Regions from separate parts of the Mus musculus genome. Here all the other regions are linked to region 1. The links are chromatin contacts, called in public Hi-C and promoter capture Hi-C maps. All regions are on one chromosome and are shown on one strand. The core of a region is the stretch at or near the end of the contact, and the rest is flanking DNA. Distances in the headings are between cores, read along the strand shown. Region 1 holds the start of Mdh1 (malate dehydrogenase 1, NAD (soluble)). Region 2 holds the start of Rab1a (RAB1A, member RAS oncogene family). Region 3 overlaps Commd1 (COMM domain containing 1). Region 4 holds the start of Cep68 (centrosomal protein 68). Region 5 overlaps Slc1a4 (solute carrier family 1 (glutamate/neutral amino acid transporter), member 4). Region 6 has its middle 36 kb from the start of B3gnt2. Region 7 holds the start of Slc1a4 (solute carrier family 1 (glutamate/neutral amino acid transporter), member 4).

Region 1 (4,116 bases), core at 1,156-3,655:
CTGAAGATAATCTAACTCTGAGGATAAGCTCTGCTCTGGGTGATGACTTTCTCCTACCAGGGAGAGGAAAGGGTTTACTTCAGCTTACACTTCCATGACACACTTTACCACTAATGGAACCCAAGGCAGAAACTGAAGCAAAGACCATAGAAAAATTCTGCTTACTGATTTGTTCAGCTACCATATATTTGAACTCCTGTCTTGATTCCTTCAATGATGAACAATGACATAATGTGGACACATGAGCCAAAAAGACCCTTTCCTCCCTAAGTTACTGCAATAATAACCCTAAAACAGCCAGCAATAGTGGTGGCACACGCCTTTAATCCCAGAACTCGGGAGATTCTCTCCCTCTCAGTGACTCAAGTTTGTGTTAAACTGATGAAAACTAACCAGCCCACCAAAACAGAGCACATCTTTCAACAATTACTCACCAGACCACCATGTTACCATTAGGAATTACAGAGTTTTGTTTCATGCTACAGTGGTTCCTGAAAGGCAGTAACTAAAACTGCTATCCTAAAGTCCCAGAGCAGATTAGAACAATCACTATCAAATCAGCTCCAGCCCTTCTCTCTTCACTTGAAAATCCTGTAATCTCTCCCTCAACCATCAAGTGAAACTGGAGGCAAGTCATGCTATCTCTAGAGTGTGATATTTGCACATATGGTTGTTCAGTAGGAAGTACTATAAAGTAACAGAACTAATGCCTATTAGAAAACCAAGAAGAAACAGAAACTACAGAGACATGCCCTGGAATTTGAGAGTCCCTGACACAGAGGTAACATTTAGAAATGCAACCCACAAATGAACTAAATGTGGACAGAGACACAGGAAGCATTCCATTATAAAAAGATCAGTGCTCAAGAACAAAATTAAGGCATCAAATGAATAAAGTGATTCTAGGAGTCATTCAAGTACCCTACAGTCTATTGAAACCTAAATGCTATTGGACCCAGAAGTGGCTAGTTTTATGTCAACCAGACACAAGCTACAGTCAGTCTTAAGTTAAGAGGAATTCTCAATTGAAAAGAAAAATGCTTCCACCATAAAGATCGGGCTGTAGACAAGCCCATAGGGCATTTTCTTAATTACAGATTGATGGGGAAGAGCCCAGTCCTTTATGGGTGCTGCCATCTCTGGGCTGGTGGTCCTGGGTTCTATAAAGAAGCAGACTTAGCAAGCCATGAGGAACAAACCAATAAGCAGCACTCCTCCATGGTCTCTGCAACAGCTCATGCCCTCCATATTCCTACTTATTCTGAGTTCCTCGAATGATGGGCCAAAATGTGGAAGAGTAGGCCAAATAAATCCTTTCCCCTAACCTGCTTTTGGTCATGGTGTTTCATCGCAGAAATAGAAGCCCTGACTAAGGCATCATATTTCTCTCTCCAAATACTAAATCTTCCAAAAACAAAACTGAAGCCATCCACCATCCATTTAATAGTGACAGAAAATTCTGACGTTAGACCAAGAGCATATTCATTGGTCTGTTCCAAGGCACATGTTTTCGAATATCCGTACAACAAACGGAGAATACAGATTTCCCTTAACAACTTTCATTTTAAATGAAAGCCTCTTGAGATGTTTTAGCTGCTAACATTTCGCCTGAAACAATCAGTGTCTCCCAACTTCCCCTGGAAGTAACAGGTTTCCAAAAAGAGAATGAGCAAAAAGTGTCAATATTCACAGTCGGCAAAGAAAATTAGATCGGTACACCACAAGTAAACACAAGGAAGGGGCTCACTCCACAAACAAAACTTTCTGACTTTACTTTGGAAAAGTTACACTGACTCAAACTGCAAGACACTCTTCGTCCCTCCTGAAAACTGTGGCATCCACACGCTCCTGACACTAACAGGGGACTCCGGAGGTCGCCCACAACCACCGGCTTCGGATTCAGGATACGCGCATCAGTGCCGCACCCTGTTCTGACCCCCAGATAAAAACCCTCGGGGCCGAGCTCACCAGCCTGGGACGTGAGAACACAGCTCCACAAGCTCTTGGTCTGGAGAGCGCTCAGGTGAGGCTGCCTCGTCGCCTAGCAACGGTGAAGCTGCCCGTTCTTCCGCAAGCGTCAATTCCTCCCGCCTCTGAGAGAGTTTTTAAAAGGTTTTGTTTCCGGGTCGAGCGGGCTTTAAGCAACGGAAGGTCTCTTAGCCGCCCTTGTTTAGTCTTGGGGGAGGATAGATTCTCGGTGGAGCGACGTGTGCTGTCGCTCAGGGGTCGTTTCTCCTCCCTCGAGTTAACGCCTCCTCTCCTGCCAATTGCTGAGCGCCATCAGGCAGGCGCCTCACTCAAAGCACCAACCCTCTGCTCACAGACGCGCTCCAATCACCGAGGCTCAGCCCCGGGACTACTTTGCAGCGAGGCGCGTAGGAAGAAGGGGTTTGGGGGAATTGTAGTTTAGCACTGTCAGGAATGCACGAAGGTGGGCGCCAGAGGTCGCCGGAAGAACTACACTTCCCAGAAAGGGCCGTGTCTCCAGCCGAACCTTTGCGGGCCAGCCCCGCGTTCTCTCCCAGAGTCTGTTCCGCTGTAGAGGTGACCTGACTGCTGGAGACTGCCTTTTGCAGGTGCAGAGATCGGCCTTGCAGTTTGCAATAATGGTGAGTGTGGGCTCCTGGAACCTGCAGCAGCTCCGGCCTCTCGGCCTCCTCCTGCGCTTGATGCGCTTTTAAAAAGCAGTAATGCCGGGAGCTGTCCTCCGCGCGGTTTGCAAAATCTGACTCATTCTCACGACTGTCGCAGTAACCCAGATACTGGAAAGGGGTTCGCAAGGACTCTAGAGAAATCACTGTCCTTGGAAAGTCGGGTCTCAGTCCTTGCGCAGGAGGGACAAAATTTTCTCCGAAGGACCTTAAAGGATTTGTTGTGGGGGATGAGAATTATGGGAGGGGAAGAATTAGGTCCTAACACTATTTTGCCTCTTAAGCTCTTGGAAAGAATAGGCCTCTGATGTTGATTTACCGGTAGTGCTCCAGGTTATGATCCCAGTTTTCAGGAGACATGTTTCCACCATATTTGATTTAAAAGAAAACAAATGTTACTGAAAACCTATTCTTGATCTCCGTTTGTAATGACAGGACTAGCATCGCTAGTCAAACAGTGCCGATATTCTTTACTACTCTGTCATAAATTCTGAAGGCCTCCTTGCAGATGTAACGTAACCATCTTGTTGAAGCTCTAGATCTATCTTGTCCTCAGCGGGCGGAGGGGGGTGACGTGAAAGAGAGCTCTGACGTAGGACTAATCTTCATGCTGTTTGAAGGTGACATTTGCCACCAGACTGGAAATTGCTAAGTACTTTGAAATTTACATTTTAAAAATACGTGTTGTCCTTTAATATCAAGATGGGAAATGTGAGATGAATTGAAAATTTTTGGATGAATTGGAAATTTCACAGAACCCAAGGAGACATGTTTTCAAACAAGGACAAAAACTCCCTCAATCTCTATAAGAAACCCTAAGGGAATAATTACTAATTTCCAGTCATTGTTGCCTAGTTATTTTGACACATAAGTAGTTATTTAAATTATGGCTTAAGCAGTCTCTGTCTTAATAATTTTAGTAATAAAGTGGCACTAGTTATCCAAGAACTTCAGACTTTAGGCTGTTAGGCCTATATGAAAACCTTTTTACAATCATCTTATCCAAAACCCCACTTTAAATACTAAAATTTAATTTGTTGAGACTCAGAATGCGAGTTGCTCAAGGTCATAAGGCTTGCACCTAGGGTCTCTTGTTCTTCCCATTTACCAGGATTGTATTATGTGTTTGGCAAATCACTTCATAATCCCCTTTAGGAAATAAGTCCACAGAATCAGCATGTAACATCTGATAGCTTTGTTACATGTCATTCAGAGTGTTGAAATTCTGAAGTTAAAGGGGCATTTAAGGATTGTTTCATCTAATCTTAAAACAGCCTGTCATGGTCCTTGATTTCCCAAGGTCAGAGAGATCCAGGGCCCCTAGTTAGAGTGTAGAGTTTGTTATTCACTAGATGGAACTGGCCTCACCCTTAGAAGGTCACATCTGGGCCAGAAGACATGAGTTGTTCCAGGTAGAAGAGTTCTGTGATGTTGCAGTCTCACATGATTCATAACCATCTTGCCT
Region 2 (4,116 bases), core at 546-3,045, 1.4 Mb after region 1:
CTGCAAACACAGCACCTGTGTCTCCATGTGAACTGTTCCCAACTTTTTCAAGTACAGAAGCCTGGCCAAGCACATAGCTCTGTGGATACAGTGCCTATCTGAGTTCAATCCCTGAAGCCACAAAGGAAGAATAAGCTCCCAAAAGTTGTCCCCTGACCTCTGAAGCAAGCAAGGTGACACCTGTGCACCTGCAATCACAGGCATCACACACACAATAAAAAAAAGTATGTAAAATTCTACCAAGATACTAAGACCTCTGCTTAACACAAACGGAAAAACCATTTCAGTATTAAACCAGTCTTAGAAAACCTGAACTTAGAATGTCTTTTGCAAGAGTCATGTGACACGCACATGACAAGTCAGCCGAGCTGATGGTTGGACCTTTCATGGGGGCACACTTAGCGGTAACTGACCAAAGCAACAAATAAAGCCCAGCTTTTACGGCAATAGTGATTTCTCTTATTAAAAACCAACAAAAATCCCTCTCCCTTAAAGATTTCTGACACTAAAGTATAATAAAAATGGCATCTCTTAAAGTTATTTTCATATATGGAAACCATAGGAGAATTTTGGGTTCAAAGAGAGAGCCTAACAATGTCTATCCAAGAAAGGAGAAGCGCAGTTCCCATGAAAGGTGCCAGGTGTGTCACATCTGCTACAGTGACTTCTTGAGTAAGCAAGAAAAAGGAATGCATTAACTTTTCATGACACGTCATGGAACCTCATTTCCTATCTACAGGCATTCAAGCAGGTAATCTAAAACCTACATACAACTCTATCATCAAAGGCCCCATTAGTTTCTTTTCAAAACTGTCTGCAAACTTGTACTTTAACTTGGTGGTACCAGGAAGACATTTCTAGTTTATTTTTAGTTCAGTTTTGTTCTTCTTTTTCTTCTTCTTAACCTACTGGAGACAAAAGGTGACTGGGAGACTCATGTCTCCCCTAAACCAAAAATTTCACAAATGTCCAGGATTTTGTAAGGGTCACGTCTCACAAGTCTCACAGAACTCTCCCAGGAGACAAGCCCAAAAGAAAACTAAACATTATAAATAGCTCCTCACCATCTCCTCATCCCCCTCAAGCCCACGCAGTCCCAAGAAGCATCCATATTACCTAAAACCCAACAGGGAGAGAGCTCTAACAAGCTCGGGATTTACAAGTAAAGCCGACGCTGACAGCTCCGCAGAGCCGGCGCAGGGTCTGACAGTGCCCTCTAGCAGAGCTCTCCCACCTACCTCCCCTTAAAACCAAGTCCTCCTCCAGCCGTCACTGCCTCCAGAGACGCGCCCCTCCTGGCTACTGTCCGAGGCCCTCTCCCCAACGCCCAGCCGCGGCACCTAGCTCCCCGCCGGCTGCGGTCGGGACCCGGCCCGCAGGCCCGACCCCTCCCCGCTGCGCTGCGGCCCTCGGCCTTCAGACAATGGGGCCCTCAGGCTGCTCCGTCTCCTTCGCCCGGCCGACCTTCCCGGCGCTGCGCAGCGAACCTCCCGGCGGCCCTCACCCCCGGCCGGCCGCTCTCACCCCGGCCCGCCCCGGCTCTCCTGCACTCACTATTCGGGATTCATGCTGGACATGTCACTGCAGCTGCCGCCGCCGCCGCCGCCACCACCGCCCTTGCTGACGCAGCCGCCGCCCCAACTCTCCGCGCCACAGGTAATGGAAAGGGAGGAATGAGCTAAGCTGTTCCGGTAGAGCAAACGTCGACCCCACTCCGACCCTTAGAACACAATCAGCAGCCGCCGCCACTCAGTGATCGCTTCCACCCAAAATGGCCGCCGGCGAACCAGGAACTGGGGAAGCCTAGGCCAAGGGGCCTGGCGCGGCCCAGAGGGCGGCAGCGTCGCGGGGCACGCTGGGAAAGAGAGTCATGAGCACACCGCGCGCTGGGCAGCCCGACCGGGCCGAGGGCTGTCTGCACTCAGCTTCCCACTAGGCCCCGCGCCCTGAACGCATGCGCACTTTCGAGCTTGTAGCCCGCCCCGTCCCGATTCCCTCACCCCCACACCCCGCCCTTCCTGCTCCCCTCCCCGCTGGCCTGCTGGCTAGGACTTCGCTCGGACTCCCCCTAGCGGATTGGCTAAGGCCGACCGGGCTGTGTTGATGTCATCAGTGAGACGTGGCAGCAGGGCGAGTCGGTGCCCCATCGGGAGGGGAGGAGGAAGGAACTCGGCGGAGGGCGGTGCCGCAGCAGAGGGGGAGGGGGCTCCCAGGAAGCCTGGGACAGTGAGGAGGGGTGGAGACAGCTTGACGAGCTCTGCTCAGGCAAGACCACAGGGGCCATCACCATCAGGGTCTGAGGCTGCTCTAAGGACAGCAGGAAACTCAAGCGGCCTCTGTAGACCTTGCGCTTTCTCACTCACCCGACTCCTTCTCTAATTTTTTTTTTTTTTTTTTTACCGTTTTACTCTAGCAACTTGATGTTGCAATAGCTGCAAATGGACCCTGTTCTAGTCTCTCTTCTGCTCACACAGCCAGATTTCCCTGTCTGAAACTGCTCCTCCATCTCGACCTCCAACCTTTAACATTGTGCTGTTGAGACACAGGCTAAAGTCAGCCTTAACCAGTCTTCTCCTCCTACTTGAGGCCTAGACTTAAAAGTTGAATTGTTTTCCGGGATAGGGTTGGGTTGGGTTGGGTTGTTAAGTTTTGTTTTTGTTTTTTTTGAGGGGGGGGGGTTGCAGTTGCTTTTGCTGCTCTTTGTTTTTTATTAGTACTAATTCTGTGTCCGTCTGCACAACTGGGCAGTAATAAGTATTTTTTTTTAAGCCATGAAACTCTTCAGTACGGACTCCAGAACTAATATTAATACATTTTTTTAGACCTAATGGTGTCAACTTTAATCAGCTCAGGAATTTAAATCTCCGCTAAACTTTAACGCATTATCTTGCGTTATTTATTACAAAGGGCATAGTATAATACACTGACCAAAGTTTATCTTCCAACTTGTTCTAAGCAAGAATATTATCTCCTGGGGCCAACTGTAGATTTACTTTTAATTTCTGAATTTCTGTGACATCAAAATATGCAAAAGAGGCTGTTCTCATGACTAACCATATACTCAGAACATATTTACACATCCCTCTGGCGTTCCTCCGTGTGTCCTGACAGCCTCATCAGACCACACATACATAGTTTTGGGAGTTTTCTTGTTATTGTCTGGGTTTTGGTTTTTGGTTTTCTGAGGCAGAGTTTCTCTGTGTAGCCCTAGCTGTCCTGGAACTCCCTCTGTAGACCAGGCTGGCCTCGAACTCAGTGTTTCCCTGGCCTCTGCCTCCTGGGTTCTTTTCCATACTAACTTCTGAAATGACCCTAGATGGAGGTTTACAGCCCTGGACCCTAAAGCCCACCATACTTCCTCTTATCATTTCACAGAATAAAAACTCTGAAGTGTCCTAAACTCAATTTTTCAAGCAAAAATTTTGTTGTTATTGTTGTTTTGTTTTGTCTTAGGATTTATCATGTAAGCCAGACATAGCATGCCTTTGACCCCAGCCCTCAGGAGGCAGAGATGGGTGCTTCTCTGTGAGTTTGAAACCAGCCTGGTCTACATAGCAAGTTCCAGAACAGAGCTACATAGTGAACCTCTGTCCCAACACCCACCCCAAATCTGTCATTTAATTTTATGTATGAGTGTCTCTTGCCTGTGTGTGTATGTGTGTGTGTGGTGTGCCATGCATGTGCCTCTTGGCCTCAAAGCCCAGAATAGGGCATTTGATACTCTGAAACGTGAGTTATAGTTGGTTATGCTGGGTTCTGGGAACTGAAAACAGGTCCTCAGCAAGAACAAAAAGTGTCCTTACCAGAGAAGCCATCTCTCCAGCCCTAGCTGGGGTTTTATTACTGATATTTTAATATAGACTTAAACATAAAGATTAAGGAAGAAAGCAGACACTCAGAAAGAAAAACACTATGGAGTGCACTACCCCCATACATACAGATACTACCACCAAAACTCCATTTTTTAAATCTCTGTCTCTTTGGAGATAAATTTGCTCCACTTTCATTGACTATTTCATTTCCCAACAAATTATCTTCTAGTAACCTTTAACCTAGCTGACAAACAGAACAATGTGAAGTATATGTAACAGTTCTTCCTTGACACCCCAAAGCCTG
Region 3 (4,116 bases), core at 1,202-3,701, 1.3 Mb before region 1:
GCTAACTGTCCCCTAATCTCCACACTTGTGGTATAGCATGTGCCCTGCCCCCACCCCAAATATGTAAAACATATTTAAAATGATGGAAGGTGAGGACTGACAGGTGAGGTTATTCTCTGACCTCCACATGTGTGACGTGGCATGTACACACCCCCACACATGCATACAAGTCCATCTCGTTGTCACTGCAGGTCAGTAGTAAAATGCGTGCGTGACTTGCATAAGGCCCTGGATTCAGTCTTGAGCACCCAAACAGTTGATTTCACAGAAGGTGAGAGCAGGGTGTCAGTGACCCAGAGGCTGGAGAGGATGGAAGGGGGAGTTTAACCAATGGGTCCCAAGTTATAGGTGGGAGCAAGATCTTTCACAGTTAAATGTCTATAGACAATACATTGCAATTTCCAACGGCTAGAAGAAAGAACTGGTGTTTTCACCATTTAAAAATGAGATAGATATGTTTGACTTGATTTAAGCATTAGACAGTGTATGCAAGTTTCAAAATATCCCATGGTACCCAATAAATCTAAACTTTTTAATGTTTTCATTATCAGTTAAAAATCAATTTAAAGGCCAGATGTGGTGGTTCACACCTTTGCCCCCATCATTCAGGAGGTAGAGGCACTCAGATCACTCTAAGTTTGAGGCCAGCCTGGTCTATATAACAAGTTCTAGGCAAGCTAGAACTTCACAGAGAATGAAGCCCTGTGGGGGTGGGGGGAGTCACAGTTATGGGATTAGGGGATGGTTTAGTCAGTAAAGTGCATGGAAAGGCTTGAGTTCAATCTGAGGAACCCACCTGAGACAGCCAAGTGTGTTAGCATAAGCTTGTCATCACCATGCTGGAAAGACAGAAGACCAGCCCTGCCCTCAGTGAGCTCCTGCCACTAAGAGATTTTTGTCTCAAAAGCCAAGGTAAATGTCTGAGGACCAACAGCACAGGTTGACCTCTGGCTTTCATATGTGTTTGTACATGTGTGTGTGCATACACACACACACACATACACACACACACACTCACACACTCACACACACACACATACACCTGAAAACTGAAACTGAAAACTCACAGGCTTGAAAAGGTTATACACCTTTTTTATGAAAAGCAATAAGTGAGGCTCCTAGGAGCAGTTAGTGACAAGAAGAACAGCAGTAGACAAGGGTTAGTCAGTGAGTTCCTGTACTTTATGCCAACTGTGTCTCCTCCCATGCTCCTCGTTTCTCAGAAGGTTTTTGCTTTAATCAGATAGAAGCAGCTCCAGCAAGGGATCCCATGATTCTCAGTTACCTTCAATTCAGAACAATCCGTTTATCAGAGTAGAGACTCTTGGGGTAGGATATTTTGATCCCTTTTAATGTTTAGAGAGGAAAATGTACAGATAAGAATATTAATCCTGTGATTCTGCCTGTAACAGACAAGAGGCCATTAGGCATGTCCCTTGACATACCTAGAACTTAATTTCATATTCTAGAAAGTAAGACCTGTAAGCATTTATGTTAGTCTAAAGTTACTGTTCATGAGGTAGGAAAGACTATCTTGGATTTGCTCTTCTCGTTTAAGGCCATATAGAGTTAGGGTTACCTGGGCCATGTGAGATTTCTGCCACACAAACATCAAAGACCCTACTTTTTGATACTACCTAGATTGGCTCACCAATCCTGAGTGACTGAAGGGACTTTATTGGAGGGAGATCTTGTGAGAGAGGTCTTACTGCGTGGAGAAGGACCTGAGAAATATCTATTACTACTTCAAAATCTGGTCATCCTTTATAGTTTTCTATCTAAAACTTCCCAGTGAACCTATCACAATTTCTTTTTAGCCTGAGTTGCAGATGGCCCAGGATAACTAGAGACAAATCACAATTCTTTTATTATTATATAAGTAGGGACAGCACTGACTTTGAAGCCAGCCAGAGCTGAGAATTCAATTATCTGACTTGTGTCATTTAAAAGATTTCTAGATGGAAGTTAACCTTTCCTGACCTCAGAGTTCTCATCCACAAAGTAGCAATACCTAGGTACCTACCTTAAATTTATACCATGTCAATTGAGCTGCCAGACAGAAGAGCCTCTCATAATGAGAACAAGGGCATCTGTCTCTGTTTACGCTTGTGTTTTATTGTGGATACTGTGGATATGCTTTGTATGGTAAAATATCACACAGGCTTAAAGGCCTGGAGTCTGGTTTGCTGTGCTAGGCCCTGGGCCTCTGCACCTTGCTCATGCCAGATAAAGAACCTTAGCTAGAGCTCGAGTCTTAGTCACTGTTGTGTCACTGTGAGGAGACACTATTACCAAAGCATTACATTTGGGGGCTTAAGTACAGTTTTAGAGGGTTAGTTCATGATCATCACGGCAGGAAGCAAGCAGGCATGGTGCTGGAGCAGTAGCTGAGAGCTTTATATCCTGATCAGCAGGCAGAGAGGGGGTGTGGAGGAAGGAGATTGGTCTTGGGCTTTTGAAACCTTGACGCCCATTTCCAGTGACACACTTCCTCCAGCAAGGCCACTCCTAGTCCTTCCCATCCTGCTCATCATCTGGATGCAAATGTATGTGCCTAGGGGCCATTTTCATTCAAACCACTACTGCTGTCTTGCAGGTTTTTCCTTAAACATCTTTTTGTGTTTTACAGGAATCTGAATTTTTGTGTCTGGAATTTGATGAAGTTAAAGTCAAGCAAATCCTGAAGAAGCTGTCAGAGGTAGAAGAGAGTATCAACAGGCTGATGCAGGCAGCCTAACTGAAGAGAGTATCAATAGGCTGATGCAGGCAGCCTAACTGAAGGCTGGAGGAAGGGGCGTTTGAAGTGAAGCTGCTCACAGACTTTCTCCACTGACCCTTTGAAAGTCCTGTTTGCCCACTGGTGTTACCAAAAGACATTGTATACATGCATGAAAGTCTTCAAGAATAAATAAAAATATATTTTAAAAAGTGGGTAAAAAAGAGAAACCTCTCAAAGTCCAATCTTGCTTGTCTCTGCTTGTTGGGTTCTTTATTTTCCCATCTGTTCCACTGGAGAGGGTCTCATATTTTAGCATGCATAAAGATTATGAGGGACATTTATAAAAACATACTGAAATTTGCCAAGTGGTGGTACACACACTTTTATTAATCCCAGCACTTGGGAGGCAGATGCAGGCAGATCTCTGAGTTCCAGTTCAGTCAGGTTTACCTAAAGTAACCCTGTCTCAAATAAGTAAAAACAAACAAAAAGTGAAATTAAACAGGAGGCTGGAGGGTAAGCACTCATTTAGTGTGCAAGGAGGTGAGGCAGGTTCACCTCAGAGCCTCAGGGTCAACAGAATTGACACTTTAGAATTCTTTCCAGCTGTTGTTTGTTCTTGGGAGAGCTGTTAGTCATCCACACAGGACACATTGTGTATCATATAATATTCTGGATATTCACCCTCAGAAAGTGAGGAAGGCATTACAGTCGTGTAGATAGTGCTCACCAGTGTGTGCTCTAAGCTGCAGTGTAGTAGAACCTGCCTACCTGAACAAGATTAAACTGGAATCTAGTGAGATTCTCCTGGGACCAGCTGATGGAGTTGAATAGGTGTGGTATAAATCTAGAGGTTGGGTTTAATCAGACTAGGGATACTCAAGCTTTTTAAAAATTACATTCTTAGTTTGTATGTGTATGTATGTATGTGGGATAGAACACACATGCTACAGAATGCCTGTAGAAGGCAGAAGACAAGGAAATTTCATTCTCTCCTTCCATAATGTGGGTTCTAGGGCTTGAACTCTGATTGTCATACATGATGGCAGCAAGTGATTTTCTCACAGGGTGTGCACGCACGCACAAGAAAGAAACCCAACATCAACTTCTGGCCTCCACATGCATGTGCACCAGACCACAGATGTACGCAAGGACATGCAAATATGCATGTCTACCCAGAGTAAGAGAGAGGGACTAATGTAATGAAAACTGTTTGAGTAGAAGTATTTTAATGGACTTTCCTTTGTTGAGACACAATGCTTGGAGCATCACCAGTTGAGGAAACAGGTTCATCTTGGCTCACCAATTTGGAGGGTTCAGTCCATGGTCTCTTGGCTCCCTTGTTTTGAGCCTGAGAGGCAGAGCATCCTGGCAGAAAGCAGTGAAGCCTAATTACA
Region 4 (4,116 bases), core at 1,164-3,663, 1.3 Mb after region 1:
TGTTAAAGTTTCACTCACTGGTACACTTCACTGTTTTGGTTGTGATCATGTAAAGTCCTGGCAATCACTACCATACTCTGCAGGCTCAGAAAAATCAACTTGCCTTATTAAGACAACAAATGAAACTATAGTAGGTTCTTCTTTATGCCAAGGATTAAAAAGAGCAGGGGTCTGGTGATGTGATGTAGCTCAGTTGTTTGAGCACTTGCTGAGCATACATGAGGCTCTGGGTTGACTGTGCCAGCACGTCTACCAGGTGTGGTGGCATGGATCTCCAATCCCAGCATGGTAGGAGGACCTCAGACATTCAGAGTGATTCCAGTCTAGCCTGGGATATATGAGCCCTTGTCTCAATAAGGAGGGGGAGGGAGAGAAAGGAGAAGGATAATGGGGAAGTGGGGGAGGAAGGGGGAGATGACTGGGGAGAGGAAGAGGAGGAGGAGGAGCAAATAGGGTAGAAGGTGAGAAGGTGGTGTAGTCCCTGAGTGGTGCAAGATCTGTCACACTGGTGCCAGCCTGCCTCTGTAAAATACCACCACCACTGGAGTTATCAAAAAACAGCAACTATCAAAACAACGCCATCTCCTCAGTCTGCAGGAGGTGCCCCACAGAAGCTGGTACCACTTTTCCCATCTCAGCTTACCGTGAAATAACCATCACAGGAGCTGTTCACAATGGCAACACCTCGTCCAGCCTCCCCAAGCAGCTGGGCAGTGATGGAGCCTCAGCCAAAGCAGCCTGTGGCTGGGAAGGTCCTCCCATCCCAACCCATAGGCCCGATGCAAGGAAAAGGGGTGGGGAAAAAAAACCCACCAATCCCTGAGCTTCAAACAAAAACATAGTAATCCCTGAGCACAAGAATCCACCAATCCCTGAGCTCCCCAAGCTCAGGACTTGAAATCCTACCAATCCTCATCCTGGAAATCTCTGTCCTGAAAAGCCCCACCCACTAAGAAACCCTATATAAGCCCTGCTCTTTGTTCAATTCCCTGCTCTCTGCTCCTGGAGCGGAGGTGGCCACCCCTGGATTCATCCCTCCACATTTTGGACCCTCCAATAAATATCTTTTATGAGCTTTGCTGCCTGGTGGTACTCTCTCATCAGAAGCCAAGAAGCAATGAAGAGAAGGAAAGAACAGGAGTGGGGCTGAGCTGGGGATACCCTCCCCCTGGGAGCTGCAACACCTCAGTTAGGAGGCTTCCTCTTAGAGCAGTGTGGTTCCTGGGCTTCTGTGTTTCAGGACGCCCTTCCAACTGAGCAAGAACACTTAGAGAAGGCCGCTGGGCCAAAGTCAAAGAAGAGTACAGAACACATCTGGTTGAGACCATCCAGGTGCTCAATCGCATTACCATATTTACTGCTAAATGACTTCATACGTCCTTTATTTATTTTTTCCTTTAAACAAGTAACTGGATACACGCTGGTAAATGCTACCTACCTATTTGACACATTTCGGTTCTGAATTCCTTTTTAACTTTTTCCTTCTGGGTTGAAGAGAGAATTCAAGGCCTTGCATATAACAATACACTTTTACTTTAAAACACCCAGTATGGGGAAGACTGGGACAAAATCAGGAGTTCAAATTCAGCCTGGGATACGATGAAATTTACACTCACTCTCTCTCTCTCTCTCTCTCTCTCTCTCTCTCTCTCTCTCTCTCTCTCTCCACACACACACACACACACACACACACACACACACACACACACAAAACAAAGCCAAATAAAAAGCTGGGCATGATAGGGTTTGCCTGTACTCCCTGCACTGGGGAAGCCGAGGCAGAAGGAGCACTATGGCCAGGCAGGCCAGCCTGGCAGTTAAGTTTGTGGTCTTAGGTTGGATTAAGTCTCTGTCGTGTTAAGATCAGTCCAGCTCCTTCTCTAAACTTCACAGGCCCAGAACACTGTGGAAGTCCCTTCTCCCACTACTGGTGAGACAGGCTGGGCCTCCTGAGCCTCAGAGTCTCAGGACGGTGGCGAGGGGCCGGGGGTGGGGGGAGGGAGGGAGCTCGACCCACACCTGGTCCCCTCGCCCAACTTCTGCCCGATGCCCAGATTCGGACATGCCCTGGGGGTTCCACACAACGCAAAAGGGGAGCACCAAGCCTGGAACCACCCTCCCAGCCGCGGAGAGCACGTCGACCCAAACACCGCAAGCCTTCGATCCGCGGAGAGCGCGCCTTGCTATCCGCGTGGGCCTGCGTGGACGCCAGGACCGCGAACACCCAGCTGGCACGCGCGTCCGGACAGCGGAGAAAGAAGCTCCGGCCACCCATAGGCCAGGGTCCTGCAGGGGGCGGGTTCCCATGGCAGATACGAGCTGTGGATTGGTGAAGCATCCGAACGGAGAGTTTGGATTGGTTGCTTCATGGGGCGTCCTCCGCGGAGAAGCGGCAAGGGCGGAGGGCGTGGCGGGCGCCTGGCCCTCCCTCCCCAGGAGTGCGGGCGCCCGCGGGAGGCCCCGTCGTCGCCGCCTGGGACCCTGGCCCAGCTACGCGGGTCGCTCGGGACGTGCGGCGGTGTGGAGTGAGGTAAAAAGGCTGTGGCCGGCTCGAGTGTCGCGGCGCCAAGACTCGAGTCGGGGCATTCCCCTCGTGCCCGGGGCTCCGCGTGGGGGACCCTGGGGGAGGCCCGCGGCCTGGAGGGCACAAAGGCTGGCCGCGATGGGGGCGCCTCGCGCGTTCGCCTCCATCTTGCGGACCGTGCCGGGTGGAGGCGAGCGGAGGGGCAGGCTGTGGAGGGCCAGCGCGGCCTGCAGAGCGCGTGGGGCCGCACCTCTGGCAGCCCCATGCAGCTGTGCGCGCGTCGACCTTGGTCGCGGAGAACCGGCGGGTCACAGCCACAGCCGCTCGCGTCTGGACGGCTGCTGCTTCCATGGCCCAGTGAACGCATCCGGAGGAGGAAAGCAAAGCGGCGCACTTTTTATCTCTAAGATCTACCCTTGTCATCTGTCACCTGTTAGCCAGTCTCAGCAGCCCGGGAGCACATGCCCCAAACTTAGTAATTTTATAATTACCATGTTTTATTCAATTAAAAATTAAAAAAATAATAATAAAAGCTAAAAACTCCCAGTGCCCGAGCAGAGTAGACCTTACTGGGAATTGATGGGGTCCGAGACAAGGAAAGAGGTAGTCTGGTATACAGCTTGCGACACTTTTTGCTTTGGGCTTGGTTCAAATACAAGCCACTACTCACCTAGTTCTCTCCAGCGGACTGGGTTAAATTCTGGATCACTTAGGAACAGTGGGTGTAAGGGAACCCAGCTTCACATCATCACAGAAGCTTTTAAAAACTTTTTCCCTACCCCCACAACTGAAAAACATACCCTTCTCTGGGCAGCCCATATGGGCCTGGGTTGGCAATGAAGTGGTTTCCCCGCCCCCTAACAGGATGAAAGGTCTGTAAGGGAAGGAAACCAAAAGAAAACAAGAACAAGTGAAGCCCAACGTTGAGGGAACCGGAACTTTTAAAAGCCTTTAAGTTGTTGGATTATTTTTACAGGTTAAGGAAGCAGCTGGGCTCTCTGAATCAATTCAGACTTTAGTCCCTTTCATACTACTAATTCAGGATAAATTCACGTGTGCCTTAGTTCTCTCATCTATAAAGTGGAATTTAGGCCCCAGCACGACAGGACAAAAAAACATGGCTAGGAAGAGTAATAGTGCCAATTCCAAGGTTTATAAAATACCTAAGATAAGAAGAAATACTTAGACCTACCAGAGCACTCGGGAGAGAGAGGCAGGTGGATCTCTGAGACTGAGCTATATAAACACAGAGACCTGTCTTAAGATGCCCCACCCACCCACCCACCCAGGTACCACTACCAAATATCTGTATAACTCTTGCTTCTTCTGGTGTCTGTCTTTCTGTCTTGAGGCCATCCCTCAAACCTTTTGTGATTGCTGCTCTGACCCCAGAGAGTATTCTTAGATTTATGCTTTTAAAGTCCTTACCCTGTTGTGGCAGGAAGAGGCTCTGAAAATATGTACCAGGCCTTGGGCCACCACTGCCCACCCCTCTGTCAGGGCAGTACCACTACACCACCACTATCCACCCACATGACCACAAAGTTGAAATTTCTTAAAAATTTTAATTTTTTGAACATTTCATATAGGGG
Region 5 (4,116 bases), core at 540-3,039, 1.3 Mb after region 1:
GGATATAGAAGCAGCTGAATCAGTGAAGGTCATCTTGAACTTCATAAGTTGAAGACCAGCCTGGGCCTGTTTCCCCAAAACAACACAAAAACCAAATTATTGATTTTCTAGAAATAATCTGAGTACTTCACACGTATAACATATGCAAGCTTCCTAACTGCTGCATAGCAGCTACTGTTTTTATCCTTATTCTGAAGGCGTAGAACAGAGAGATTGAATTGCTCACCCAAACTCACTCAGGCTCCCCCGGGGCTTCCTTACCTGTCACCACTACTAGAACTGTTCCTGGTAAATTTGTTTATTAGTGTAAACAAAGCCGACGTGACTGTGAGTGTCTCCCTGCGTCACCGTTAGATCTGAGATGTTTCTTAATGGTGAATCAGAAGCAAATGACACCGCTACCCATCGGTCTTCGATGCGTTTGCTTGGTCATCCGAGAGCTTCATGGGAGTCAGACCTTTCACTGGAATGCATCTAGTTAACCTGGACATTAGTGAACTCTATTGAGAGTATATTTGTGGTTAAATTTAAGGGTCTGTTTATCAGCTACTGGGCCATGGCCTAGATTTTGTGACAGAGCTGGAAGGGATGAGGGACCTTGGAACTATCCAACCCAATAATTTTTTACTGCTCTGGGCTGTCACAGGAAAGAGGGGTGACTCTGCCCTCCACCCAGCCGACATGCCTTGTCATACAAGGACTGAAGGGCTCAAAATTCTACCAACCTTTTTTTTTTTTAAAGAGAAAACATGTATTAAAAAATTAGTTGAGGAGCTGGTGACCTGACTAGCAGGTTAAGTCACACACTGCTAGGTTCTTGTGATTCACATTTGATCCATGGGATCCACTGTGCAGGAGAGCTGACTCCAAAGCATTGTCCTCTCTGATTCCCATGTGTGTGTGCATCAACACACAGGTGCCATGTCATGAGTGCGCACACAACCGGGCTTATAGTAAGTAAGTAAAAAACAGTGGCTGAGAGCTAGAACCCAAGGTTCATAGGAGGTGGTGAATCCCAGAGCCAGAACAGCGATCTGGGGCTTTTACCATGTTTCTTATACATCACTTTATGAAGGTTTTTCTAGAATTATCTTATTTATTCTAAATTATTCTAATTTATTAGAATTATTTTAGTTATTATGTGTCCATGTGTGGGTTCTATGCCTGAGTACAGCCATCTATGGAGACTGGAAGAGGGCATTAGACCCCCTCAGGGGTGGAGTGTCATGTGGTTGTGAGCTGTCTCTTGTAGATTCTGAGAACTGAATTCCAGTCCTCACTCCTTAAGAGCACCGGGCTGTCTCCCCAGCCCCTGTTTGTTTGTGAGAAGGAGTCTCAGTGGCCTTGAGTTAGAATCCTGCTGCCCTGGCCTCCTAAGGACTAAGTTCCAGCATCAGATCATGCCTGGTGGCGATGTTTTGACAGGCTGAGATGCCTGTGTACTCTAAACAGCTGCAGCCGTGGAAGCCAGCATTGCTGGGGACACACTGTTATATCTACACATCTTTTTTCTTTTCTTTTTGTTTTATTTTTTCTCTCTCTTTTTTCCCTTCTTAGTTATGGTTTTTAGTTTTTCATGACAGAGATTCCCAGCTTTCCTGGAACACTCTGTAGACCAGGCTGGCCTCAAAGTCACAGAGCTTGGCCTGCCTCTGCCTTCCCTAGTCGCCCAGTTATGTCTACACATCTTCAGTGGGTGACTTACTGAAGACACTTGGGGAAAGCCCACATGGCTCCTGAAAATCTCATGAGACTTATACAAGTCTCACGGGAGGTCAGTATAAGATCCAAACCGCAAAAGACGAGCTGACGTGGGAGATGGCAGTTATGGTCCTTGGGTCTCTGAAGGAATGTTCTAACAGCCAGCTTTTCTGTTTCTGTTTGTTTCTGTTTCTGTTTTGTTCTTTTGAGGCAATGTCTTACTTTATAGCCCAGGCTAGCCTCGAAACCTCAGTGCTTCTCCCTCTGAACCTCCTGAGTGCTATGATTGCAGGCGTGAGCAGTCATTCCTGGCTGTGTACCCTCCGACTCTGTCTCCTGCGGCTTTCTGCTCCTTTGTTTATAACTCACTAAAAGTTAGAAAGAGCACAATTATTTGATTATTCTGCAGTGTTTCAGACACTGCACAGATCCACTCTCACGTCACGCTCGCTTCCCTGCTGAATCTGACTCCTCTTTCTTCTGATCTGCAGATCCCCGTTGTAACAGATGTGGAAGGGATGAACATTTTAGGTCTCGTCCTTTTTGCCCTGGTGTTAGGAGTGGCTCTAAAGAAGCTAGGCCCCGAGGGAGAAGACCTCATCCGATTCTTCAATTCCTTCAATGAGGCCACAATGGTGCTGGTGTCATGGATCATGTGGTGAGTTTCGTTCTGCCATCTCTTCTTCTAACTGGCCCCTGGCATCTCTAAGTTACCCTCTGGGAACCTGCCCCCATGCCCAGTGTTAGGTTGATGAAGCATAGCTTGTCATGGTACAAAAAGCAGTGGACCAGGGAGATGGCTCAGTGGGCAGCAAGCCTAACCAGAGTTTGATCTCTGGAACTCACGGTGGGAGGAGAAAACATGCTCAAAAGTTGTCTTGCAACCTTCCCATGTACCCACATAACACTCTCCCTCTCTCTCTCTCCTCTTCCTCTCTAATGATGATGATGATGACGACGACGATGACGATGTTTTAAATCTTTAAAGAAGTGATTCGACAGTTTCTCTTCTTGTTTGGGTGTCCTAGAGAACTGGGAGCACATAGTTACTGTTACCAAACAGTAACTACACTGACCCCTGGACTCACATCAACACGATCCATGTATGAGTTCAAGTGTCATTTCACATATTTACCATGCCCAGTTTGCTGTCTCCTGCATAAAATAAGGTTCTTTTATCTCAAAATGATAAACTTTAAACTTCAAGGAGATCATTGGTAAGACCTTTTACAACAAGGAGGAAAAACGTATCTCTCCCCTGCTTAGGTAAAGCTTGAAATGGTCTTTTATGAAAGCCTTTAATTTATAAGGAATATTAAGGAAAGGATGGTTGCTCAATAAAAACCATTAGTTTGAGTCCTGGCTAAAATTTAACAATCTGACCACCTCCTTCAGAGCAACTTCTGAGAAATCAGACTAGTTCCAGCCCTCATATCTTAAAAGCTTTTCCTGGCATTTCACCTGTCTTGGTTAGGGTTTCTATTGCTATGATAAAACACCTTGACCTTAAACAGCGTGGGGAGGAAGGGGTTATTTTAGCTTACATTTTCACATCCCATCCCATCATAGCAGGACATCAGGGCAGGACCAGGAGCCAGAAGGGAATGTAGAGGCCATGGAAGGGTGCTGCTTACTGGCTTGTCCTCATGGCCTGCTCAGCCTGCTTTTTTTTATAGCACCCACGACCACCTGCCTCAGGGTAGTGCTGGCCAAGGTCAGCTGGGCCCTCTCATATCAACCATCAACCAGGAAAATACACTACACCACAGGCCAATCAGATGGGGCATTTTCTCAATAATGTTCTCTCTTCCCAAGGACTGAGCTAACCTAGGACAAGTTGACATAAGAACTAGCTAGCACATCACCTAGGCAGACCTCTGAATTTTAGTTGTTATCCAAACTGTTGCTATCCAATAGTTGTTAAAAACTAGTTTATGAAGCTGGGCATGGTGGTGCATGCCTTTAATCCCAGCACTTGGGAGGCAAAAGCAGGTGGAGTTCAAGGTATGAGTTCAAGAACAGCCTGGTCTACAAAGAGAGTTCTAGGAAAGCAATGGCTACACAGAGAGACCCTGTCTCAAGAAACAAACCAAACAAACAAACAATCAAATAAGCTAGTTTATTCCTTCACATACAAAGTATCTCTTATTGTCAACCACTAATGATCGCAGAACCTCTCTCTTCGATGACTTAGGTACCAACTGGACTGCTTTTAGGAGAAATTTGAATCTGACAAGCCAAACCCTGACCCCATGAGTAGCATTTCTCTTTCTCAGTGAAAAAAAAAAAAAAAATCACATAAACCAGCTCTCACTGCATACATGCCTCTTTAACTGTTGTTCTTCTGGGGGAAAGAACTGACATTTGGCTTGGTTTGGCTTGGTTCTGTGAGACACTGTCTCATGAAGCCCAGGC
Region 6 (4,116 bases), core at 713-3,212, 1.3 Mb before region 1:
ACCTTGAGTCCCAGAGGACGCTTCGATTTTGGACTTTTGGACAATGCTGGGACTTTAAACTCTGAAGAGTGGGTGCATTTTCCCTGTGAAACAATACAGGGTGGCTGTTATATGTCGTAGAGTGCTTGTGCTTGCTTGTCACGCTGACGGGGTGGCCTCAAGATGCTCTATTACCAAATTAATTGGGTTGAGAAGGGCCTTTGGTGGCTAATAAAGCAGATATACAATTGATTACATGTGGGCCGTGGTAATGGGGTGGGGGAGGGGCAGTGGGGGAAGAGCTGATTATGGTGGCACCATTTTGGAGTTTGGGACCACAGATAAAATGACAAGGAAAATGTAGAAAACCAGCTAGTGGGGTTGAAGAGATGGCTCAGAGGTTAAGAGTACTTATTATTCAATTCCTAGCACACACACATGGCAGCTCACAACTATGTATAATTCTAGCACCAGGAGATCTGATGCCACCTCCTGGTCTCTGTGGGCATCTACACACTTATGTACACAAACTCATGCAGCCCACATGCATACGTATAAGTAAAAAATAAATCTTAGAAAGAAAAGAAGGAAGAGGGAGGGAGGGAGGGAGGGAGGGAGAGAGAGAGAGAGAGAGAGAGAGAGAGAGAGAGAGAGAGACACTGAATTACCCATAAAGCATTCCCCCTCAGAGAGAGAGAGAGAGAGAGAGAGAGAGAGAGAGAGACACTGAATTACCCATAAAGCATTCCCCCTCTGGGTCCTACTACATTGTCCCTTATTTCTGTGATGTATTTTGTCAGAACAATAAAAAAAAAAAAACAGGAAAGTTATATCTTAGTAAATTTGTATTAGAATAACATTTAATTGACCCTAAATCAATAAAATGTCCATGGGCCCCAATTCCAATTCTTGAGATAAGGGTATCACACTGAATAAATTATACTGCTCCTCTTTTTTTTTTTTTTTTTTTTTTTTTTTTTTTGAGACAGGGTTTCTCTGTATAGCCCTGGCTGTCCTGGAACTCACTCTGTAGACCAGGCTGGCCTCGAACTCAGAAATCTGCCTGTCTCTGCCTCCCGAGTGCTGGGATTAAAGGCGTGAGCCACCACGCCCGGCTACTGCTCCTCTTATATCAGTTGCTCTGAAGGTCACTGGGCATCAGAAATGTGCTTTTACTATGTCTCCCAGAATGGGATGAACTTCCCCTGACCTTCCTAGTGCTATGTGGGGCAGTGGACCATGCCATCAGACAGAAAACTTGGCAAAGTTGAGCAGATTCGGAAATCCCAGTACTCTCATGTCTGAGTACAGTAGGCATTTCCATCTACTCCCGATCAGGGTCCTGTCCTGGATCACAGGACCACGACACTCCATGGAGAGGACTGTGACAATCAGTCACACAGGGGCAACACCCGAAGCCCCTCCACACGCAGATGAGGCATCTCTAACATCTCAAATCAAGCCAGGAGAAAGCTTCTGCTTTTATACCCCAAATCACCCCCAAATGCATATAAGACCCTATCTATCCACAAGGACTAAAGTGCACGAGCTATTTCATCAAAGACAGTCCAAGAGTGTCTCGTCTGTCGAATAGAGCTGTAACACTGGGGAAGAGTTCTCTCCTGAAGCTTTCATTGTTGAAAGCTGCTCCAGCCTATCGACCTCACTTCCTGCTCAGTGGCCCTGACCTTGGCTCCTAGCCTTCAGCTGTGCTGCACCCCTCAGCTTCCAGCATCCCAATGCCTGCCACAGACTCTGGAGCAGCTGCAGCGTTGGAAGTGAGATTGGACTCCCTCTCCCCTTCAGAGAGCTCAACTCTTTGGCGGATCCAGTACACAGACCTGCAGTGCTGGTGGCAAGACAAAGGCCCAAGGTCTCCGTTGACACTAAAACTGTAGCCTTCTGATTCCATGACACTGTGAGCCCCTGCCTGCTCATTAGATGGTTGCATGGAAGCAGGAGTGCTGTGCGGGACAGATAACAGTCATTTCCTGGGCATAGTGGCTTCCTGTTCCAACAGTTCAAGGTTCTTAAGGTGTTTCTCACAATGTCATATAACAACTTGATGGGCTGATTTTGAGTTTAGCTTGTTCTCCCCTGGTTTTTATGTGAAAGTGGTAGGAAGTTCCATAAGGGCCAAGAAGTTGTTTCTGGCTAGCGACCAGCCCATAACCAGCTAGCTCGGTTGGTAGTTGCAGAATGAACAAGCACAGTGTTGTTTACAGAAAAAAGATGTATGAGAGTTGAATCGATGGTGGTTAAAACTCCTACGGTATTTCCTAAGATGTCACACAGACTGACTTAATTTGAATCTAGTATTTGTTCTTGAGTTTTCCTGAGAAAGTGAACGAAAACTCCTTCCCGGAGGGGCAGTCATGTTCCGTCCTGAGATCAGCTGCATCCATCCCTTGTTAGTAATCAGCGACCAATAGGCGATCCTTGAGTGAGCTCGGTGAGCATGGTGCTGTTGTTGAAGTTAGATGACAGACTGTGGAGGGATGTGTCTGTTGCATGGTATCTCACTATTGTATCCTTTCTGTCTACCCTGCCCCATTGCTTTGTTTGAGGGAGCTGCTGGTGCAGGGTAGCCAGATGGTTAGCTGTGGACCCTGGTCCCTTACCTCAAGAGCTTCTTCAGGCCGCACGGTTCTCCTGGATTCTAACTTCAAGCTGCCTCTGCTTTGCTTTGGTGCCTAGCCCATATTTCATGATTCATTTTGAGACCTGAGTCTCAGCATGAACAATTGGATTACAATCTGGTATTTCTTCTTCTGCCAGATGAGGAGTTGAAATTATTGTACAACACAACTTGTTTCTGGAGCCTGCTGGGACTGTCAGAGACAGACAAACATCTTGTCTCTCCACAATATCAAAATGTATTTAACAGTAAATTCACAAGGTATGTTAGCTTCTTTGGCAGCGATTTGCCAGATTTCCCTGCTTGTCTTGATTGTCCTGACCAAGGAGCGCACAGGTTCTGCATTCCAATCTTAACTCCTGATAGTAACATAAATCATACAGTAAATACATCTCAATGTATGTACATTGTTGGTTACAGACCACAGAGAGTTAGGACCCCGCAGCTGAGTTCTAGAAGTTTCAGAAGTCAGATAGAAATGCTGATAGGGTCTGCTGGTCTTCATTTCAGATAAAGAGGCTGCTAGATGGGGCAGAGTTAAACTCAAAGCCAGGGTGGCATCCTCCATGAGTTTAGCAGTAAGTAGACTAGGTTACTCTTCATAGTCTCGGTGATTCGTCGGCAGTTTTGACCCCTTTACATAGAGGAGTGGATATTTATCCTCAGTCACCCCACCCCACCCCACCCCTCATCTTCACTCCTGGCCTAGCACTCAGGCCTTCCAACCCCTGCAATTCATACGTGGAAACCCCAAACCCTTCACTCCATACATGGAACTTTCATCACGGCTGGACCCATATCTGTAGAGATTCTCACTAAGGTATTTCTGTCTTTCTGGGAAATATTGGCGTGGCTGTAAAACTCAGAATAAGTCACAATGAAATATTAACAGCACAGTGGAAGAGTAGGGTCTTGGGAAAGCATCTGTAACAAGCCACCGGACACTAGACAATCCCTAAAGATGCAGAGCTCCTAGTTCAGAGGAACCTGATAATGACCTCAGATCTGCAGAAGTATTAACAACAGGCATAAGATTACCAGTGCTGAATCATGAAGCTGAACAACCTCGCTTAAACATCCGAGAAGAAAGGCTGCAAGCCATTTTTTGCTGTAGACTTGGTTCAAGTGAGACTCTTGCTTGGTGTGTAAGGTGGAGGAGAGAGCATCAGCCTCTCTACTGTCCGCACATGAGGTCTCCTCAGCAGGGTCTTGGCCTCATAAAGAAAAAGATTTAAAAACATGTAGAAGGAAACTTGTGGACAGTGTCATTTGAAATGGGATGGGGGTCAGACAGGCAGACAGACAGACAGATCAAAGTGAAGAGAAGGCAGATAGAGCTGTGGGGGGAAAGTCTTGCCTTTGTTAGAGGCCAAGAAGGCAGTCTTTGTGAGGGAAGTCTACAAGAGATTGCTTGTGGTGGGGAGTGTCCTTCAGAGAAAGAGTGAGAAACTATTGGGGAGGTAGGCTTAGGGTTTGGGTTGGTGTCTGAAAATCAGATA
Region 7 (4,116 bases), core at 872-3,371, 1.2 Mb after region 1:
AAAAAAAAAAAAAAAAAAAAAAAGAAGCCTTTAAAGCACTAGAGCTGGGCAGATGTCGCCCCTCTAAGCTATTTTGCCTACTTCCCTATCAATGACCCCGAGATATAACTTGCCACGTTCTGCCTAGGCTGCTCTTACTTGAACTGGCTAGCCTTTATGGCCATGTTTTCATGATTTACCTATCCCCTGGTGTCTCCTCTCTCCACCTTCTTTCCTCCCTCTCATGGTCCTGCCTCAGACCCCAAGCCCAGGAACTGAAACCTCACCTGCCTCTCTTCTGCCCAGCTATAGGCTGTCTGCATCTTTATTGACCAATCAGGGATAACTTGAGGGGCAAGGTTACATAGTATCACGTTGATGTACTGTGAGGATCTTCTAGTCCCCTAGGCAACAAGGGCCAGTATTTAGCATTACAATACATAGCAACAAACCAAATCTCTACATAGAGGCAGGGGAGATTCTGAGTTCAAGGCCTGCTTGGGCCACAAAGGAAGAATTTGTCAAGCACTAGCATGCAGTCAACAGCATGGCTAGTGGAAGTAGAGGAGAGAAAGGACATTTCAACATGAGTCATGGGGCTTAACAACAGATCAGACTAGAGAAAACTTAAACATGAAGGTTCACAGAGGCAGATCATAATGATAGCAGTAACAGGCTGGAGGAGACAATCACAAATCTGATTCGGAATATGCTGAGCTGAGATGCTGCAGAATGTCTGGGTGGAGCTGTAAAGCAGGCAATTGGAAACCCACTTCTGGAACATGACTTCAGTCTTTTGCATAAAAGCAGCAGCTTAGGAAAAAGGAGGCAGAGCTACCTGGAAATGAGGAACATGGGTCTGTAGGAATCATCCATCCTTGCACAGAGAGGTAAACCATGTTCTGGGAAACAAGATAAAAATATGTATAGGTCCTCATCTAATGAACACACCTCCCTCCCACCAATAAGCTCCTATTTCAACAAGCTGTACATGACAGCTAAATGGCTTCATGTAAGGAACTCTTTGCTGTCTCAACAATTGGACGTTTTACACCTCGACAGGACATATTGATTTGCACAGGTTTCTGTTATGGTATACTTCAAAATTACTTTACTTCACATTGTCTTCCTCTTTAACTCAGCTACACCTAACTAGGGCTTTCTTGGAGGTCTGGGGAGGTAGTTCTTTTCAAAAGCAGAATAGGGAAAAATAAATAAATAAATAAATAAATAACACAATAAACGACTGCCAAGGTTTCCCTTTTTATCTGCTGTGGCCCGGGAAGATAGTAAATAAATGGCATTTTTAAAAAATCCATTGAACCATCTTTCAGACTGGCCAAACACTTGACTGAACTGTTGGCGTGCCAAGTCTGGAGACCCGGAAGGGGGTGGTTAAAATCCCGCTTGTGTTTCAGCTTAAGTTACATGGCAGACACGCCACCGAAAGTGGTGGCGTTAGAGCTCTGTTTCTCTGGGAGAGTTTTACGTCTTCAGCCTGCACACACCAGGCTTCTCCCCAGAGTCCAATGGACTCGCCCCAGAGGGCGCTAGTGCACGCAGTGGCTCACCCTTGGCACTGTGCATAGTGCCACCCGGACTCGCTGGTCACCTAAGGGTAAAGCTCTGCTAGAGTCTTGTACGTGCACGCAATGAGACTTTCCCCCATCCACCCACTCCTTTGTCTCTGTACCAGGAAAGCCTACAGAGCCCTTAGAAGAAAGGATTTCCCGCAGGATGGAGGTTGGGTCGTTCCGGACTCCCTAGCGGAGGGCGGGCACCAACCTCCGAGGGCTCCCCTCCTCCACCAGCTGAGGAGAAGAACTGCCGAGGCGTTCCAGACGCTCCCCTCCCTCTCTCCCCGAGGCCTGGACAGTAGGACTGAAAGCTGCCAGGAGACAGGATTGGCCGATGGCCTCACGCCCCGTCGGGAGAGCCCAGCCTGCCTGTCTCTCACTCTCTTTGCTGTGCCTCCCGGAGGGTGGGAGAAGGGCGGGACCTGGGAAACGTCAGGGAGGTGGGGAACGGATATTCAGGGTTCTAATTGGTCGTAACATCGGAGGTGCGCCTACATGGGCGGGGCGAGCTCAAGCCCCGCCCTCCTTCCTAGGCTGCAGCCTCCAGCGTGCCTCCTGCGTTGCATCATCTCCAGCCTGCAGCGGCTCTGAAAGAAGGCTGGGCGCGGCGCGGTCTGCTCTGCCTGGGCTCCAACCCACAACCCACGTCTCTCTTTTATCTTTCTGAAAAGTGTTCCTGTAGGGACTCACAGAGCTCGGAAGCCGCAGCTGGCACAGGCCACTGTCTCCGCCTGATCCATTCATTCGAAACCGGTCTTTTCTCCAAGTTCCTTGAGTGTTACCGCTTAGAGCGGTGGGCAACGACATGGAGAAGAGCGGCGAGACCAACGGCTACCTCGACGGCACCCAGGCAGAGCCTGCGGCCGGGCCCCGAACGCCCGAGACGGCGATGGGCAAATCGCAGCGCTGTGCTAGCTTTTTTCGGCGCCACGCGCTGGTGCTGCTCACCGTGTCGGGAGTGTTGGTGGGTGCCGGCATGGGCGCGGCGCTGAGGGGGCTGCAGCTCACCCGCACCCAGATCACTTACCTGGCCTTCCCGGGCGAGATGCTGCTCCGCATGCTGCGCATGATCATCCTGCCGCTGGTGGTTTGCAGCCTGGTGTCGGGAGCCGCCTCCCTGGATGCCAGCTCCCTCGGGCGTCTGGGTGGCATCGCTGTTGCTTACTTCGGCCTCACCACGCTGAGCGCCTCGGCTCTCGCCGTTGCTCTGGCGTTCATCATCAAGCCAGGGGCGGGCGCGCAGACCCTCCAGTCCAGCAGCCTGGGGCTGGAGAACTCAGGGCCTCCTCCGGTCTCCAAAGAGACAGTGGACTCTTTCCTCGATTTACTCAGGTACTGCTCTCCACCCCGCCAAAGGCACGGCGGGAGACGCCACGTGCACTCATATCACCTAGAGTTAATTCAGTTACTGTTGGCCCTTAACACTAAATTTCATATTTACGTCTGGGCTACGTGCTGGCCACACCTTTAAAGACTGGAGGCCACAGCTTTTTGCTGGAACCGATTTTCCGTTAGGTGGGATGTTAAGTGTATACCTTCTCAGTTGTGCTTTACTCCTTACACTGGGCTCTCTCAGTTTTGTTTGTTTGTTTTGTTTCGTTTTTTTAATTGTTCCTGTTTTCTCCCCTACATCACCCCAAAGCTTCCAGGACATTGAGTGACTTTCACCAGAGGAGCTATCCAGCTTGTAGTCTGAGGTTTTCTCTGATTCAGCCTTTGGTCTGGAAGGAAGTTGGCAATTTTCAGCAGAATTATGGATGTGTCCAAGAATAATAAAACTGGAGTTAGTTATGTGGAGCCCGTTGCCCAGCTACGTGACTGCCTCTCAGGCTTAGGACAGGTTGTGGACGTTCTTGGTCAGGATCATGGGGCCTAGCGTTATTTCTTTGTAGAAAGCGGGGAGATCCAGAGAGTTGAGATACACACACCTTTCTTTGCTTGTTTTTTTTTTTTTTTTTTTTTTTTTTTTCTCCACTCAGGAGTTGTATTTCATCCCCTGGGATGATAGAGTGTAGTTTTCAAAGCTTCACCTCTCCATTTGAACTAATCCAAAGTTCACAGATGGGAAAACATTAGTCTGCAGGCGTTTACTAATGTAACCAGGTTCGTCTGAACGAGGAGTCCAGCTGGCTTGCCTTCCAGCTTTCTGAGCCTTAGTGGTATATTTTGTCTTGAGTCATTGGGCAAAGCTCCTCATTGCTGAGGTGGTGAAAACCAGAGAACTCTGGGCAAGTGACTTGTCTTTCTCCTGTCTCCATTTCTTCATGTGGAAAATGTGACAGCTGTCTTGCCACTTCAAGAGTTTGTTCATCTAAAACAAAACAAAAAACCGAGACATGGTATTGGACGGGGGGTGGGGGTGGGGGGGTGGGGGGGTGGGGGAATCTGCTGAAAAAGACCAAAAGTTCCTGCAAACAGAGCAAGTGGAGGTAGCCTACGGGAACTTCGATGGAACTGTAGGCTTTGGCGCCTGCCAGGTGGCCTGGTAGTCCAAGAGTCTTAAGGTTTGAGACATAACTGTAGATGTGTTCAGAGATAGAGAACTCTACTGAAGCCCAGA

Evidence for each region. Promoter capture Hi-C pulls out the DNA fragments that hold promoters and counts their contacts. Hi-C and Micro-C count contacts between places; a contact is called where the count stands out from the background. Capture Hi-C pulls out chosen DNA fragments and counts their contacts.
Region 2: a contact with region 1 is called in a Hi-C map of muscle stem cells, with 4 times the contacts expected there. The contact joins the promoter of Rab1a here to the promoter of Mdh1 in region 1. A contact is called at or near these places in 5 of 39 promoter capture datasets (the C10 cell line, hippocampal neurons, liver and 1 more), 3 of 484 Hi-C or Micro-C datasets (CD4 T cells, muscle stem cells and uterus), 4 of 115 datasets of contacts at active chromatin or transcription factors (Th17 cells, astrocytes, large pre-B cells and 1 more) and 1 of 9 other capture datasets (liver).
Region 3: a promoter capture Hi-C map of hippocampal neurons shows a contact between it and region 1, with 3 times the contacts expected there. The contact joins the enhancer-like site here to the promoter of Mdh1 in region 1. A contact is called at or near these places in 8 of 39 promoter capture datasets (the C10 cell line, the HPC-7 cell line, HPC-7-derived erythroid cells and 4 more).
Region 4: a contact with region 1 is called in a promoter capture Hi-C map of liver, with 5 times the contacts expected there. The contact joins the promoter of Cep68 here to the promoter of Mdh1 in region 1. A contact is called at or near these places in 4 of 39 promoter capture datasets (the C10 cell line, hippocampal neurons, liver and 1 more), 2 of 484 Hi-C or Micro-C datasets (CD4 T cells and natural killer cells), 5 of 115 datasets of contacts at active chromatin or transcription factors (astrocytes, double positive thymocytes, pancreatic cancer cells and 2 more) and 2 of 9 other capture datasets (adipose tissue and liver).
Region 5: a promoter capture Hi-C map of pre-B cells shows a contact between it and region 1, with 5 times the contacts expected there. The contact joins the enhancer-like site here to the promoter of Mdh1 in region 1. A contact is called at or near these places in 1 of 39 promoter capture datasets (pre-B cells), 1 of 484 Hi-C or Micro-C datasets (CD4 T cells), 2 of 115 datasets of contacts at active chromatin or transcription factors (large pre-B cells and pro-B cells) and 2 of 9 other capture datasets (adipose tissue and liver).
Region 6: a promoter capture Hi-C map of the HPC-7 cell line shows a contact between it and region 1, with 3 times the contacts expected there. The contact joins the enhancer-like site here to the promoter of Mdh1 in region 1. A contact is called at or near these places in 6 of 39 promoter capture datasets (the HPC-7 cell line, cranial neural crest, hippocampal neurons and 2 more).
Region 7: a contact with region 1 is called in a promoter capture Hi-C map of adipose tissue, with 5 times the contacts expected there. The contact joins the promoter of Slc1a4 here to the promoter of Mdh1 in region 1. A contact is called at or near these places in 6 of 39 promoter capture datasets (the C10 cell line, cranial neural crest, liver and 2 more), 5 of 484 Hi-C or Micro-C datasets (B cells, CD4 T cells and CD8 T cells), 3 of 115 datasets of contacts at active chromatin or transcription factors (large pre-B cells, memory CD8 T cells and pro-B cells) and 2 of 9 other capture datasets (adipose tissue and liver).

Annotation. Positions count from the first base shown.
Region 1 is chr11:21,570,223-21,574,338 of GRCm38.p6, reverse strand. It overlaps Mdh1 (malate dehydrogenase 1, NAD (soluble)), which reads left to right and starts at 2,405. Exons shown (of 9, transcript NM_008618.3): 1 at 2,405-2,609. The coding sequence starts at 2,607. It overlaps Wdpcp (WD repeat containing planar cell polarity effector), which reads right to left and starts at 2,058. Exons shown (of 18, transcript NM_145425.3): 1 at 1,969-2,058.
Region 2 is chr11:20,199,091-20,203,206 of GRCm38.p6, reverse strand. It overlaps Rab1a (RAB1A, member RAS oncogene family), which reads right to left and starts at 1,795. Exons shown (of 6, transcript NM_008996.4): 1 at 1,555-1,795. The coding sequence starts at 1,577.
Region 3 is chr11:22,898,571-22,902,686 of GRCm38.p6, reverse strand. It overlaps Commd1 (COMM domain containing 1), which reads left to right. Exons shown (of 3, transcript NM_144514.2): 3 at 2,630-2,959. The coding sequence ends at 2,737. Among named protein-coding and RNA genes, the nearest start is that of Gm24917, 32 kb to the right of the region's middle. Within about 2 kb of position 2,451, at least 7 of the 459 cell types and tissues checked have an H3K27ac peak or open chromatin away from gene starts, as enhancers often do.
Region 4 is chr11:20,247,721-20,251,836 of GRCm38.p6, reverse strand. It overlaps Cep68 (centrosomal protein 68), which reads left to right and starts at 2,413. Exons shown (of 7, transcript NM_172260.3): 1 at 2,413-2,530.
Region 5 is chr11:20,312,159-20,316,274 of GRCm38.p6, reverse strand. Slc1a4 (solute carrier family 1 (glutamate/neutral amino acid transporter), member 4) reads left to right here. Exons shown (of 8, transcript NM_018861.3): 4 at 2,193-2,359. Among named protein-coding and RNA genes, the nearest start is that of Slc1a4, 18 kb to the left of the region's middle. Within about 2 kb of position 1,789, at least 6 of the 459 cell types and tissues checked have an H3K27ac peak or open chromatin away from gene starts, as enhancers often do. A contact at or near this core is called in pre-B cells and pro-B cells, where this site is marked.
Region 6 is chr11:22,822,092-22,826,207 of GRCm38.p6, reverse strand. No RefSeq gene overlaps it. Among named protein-coding and RNA genes, the nearest start is that of B3gnt2, 36 kb to the left of the region's middle. Within about 2 kb of position 1,962, at least 24 of the 459 cell types and tissues checked have an H3K27ac peak or open chromatin away from gene starts, as enhancers often do. A contact at or near this core is called in the HPC-7 cell line, where this site is marked.
Region 7 is chr11:20,330,718-20,334,833 of GRCm38.p6, reverse strand. It overlaps Slc1a4 (solute carrier family 1 (glutamate/neutral amino acid transporter), member 4), which reads left to right and starts at 2,121. Exons shown (of 8, transcript NM_018861.3): 1 at 2,121-2,888. The coding sequence starts at 2,362. It also overlaps the pseudogene Gm12033.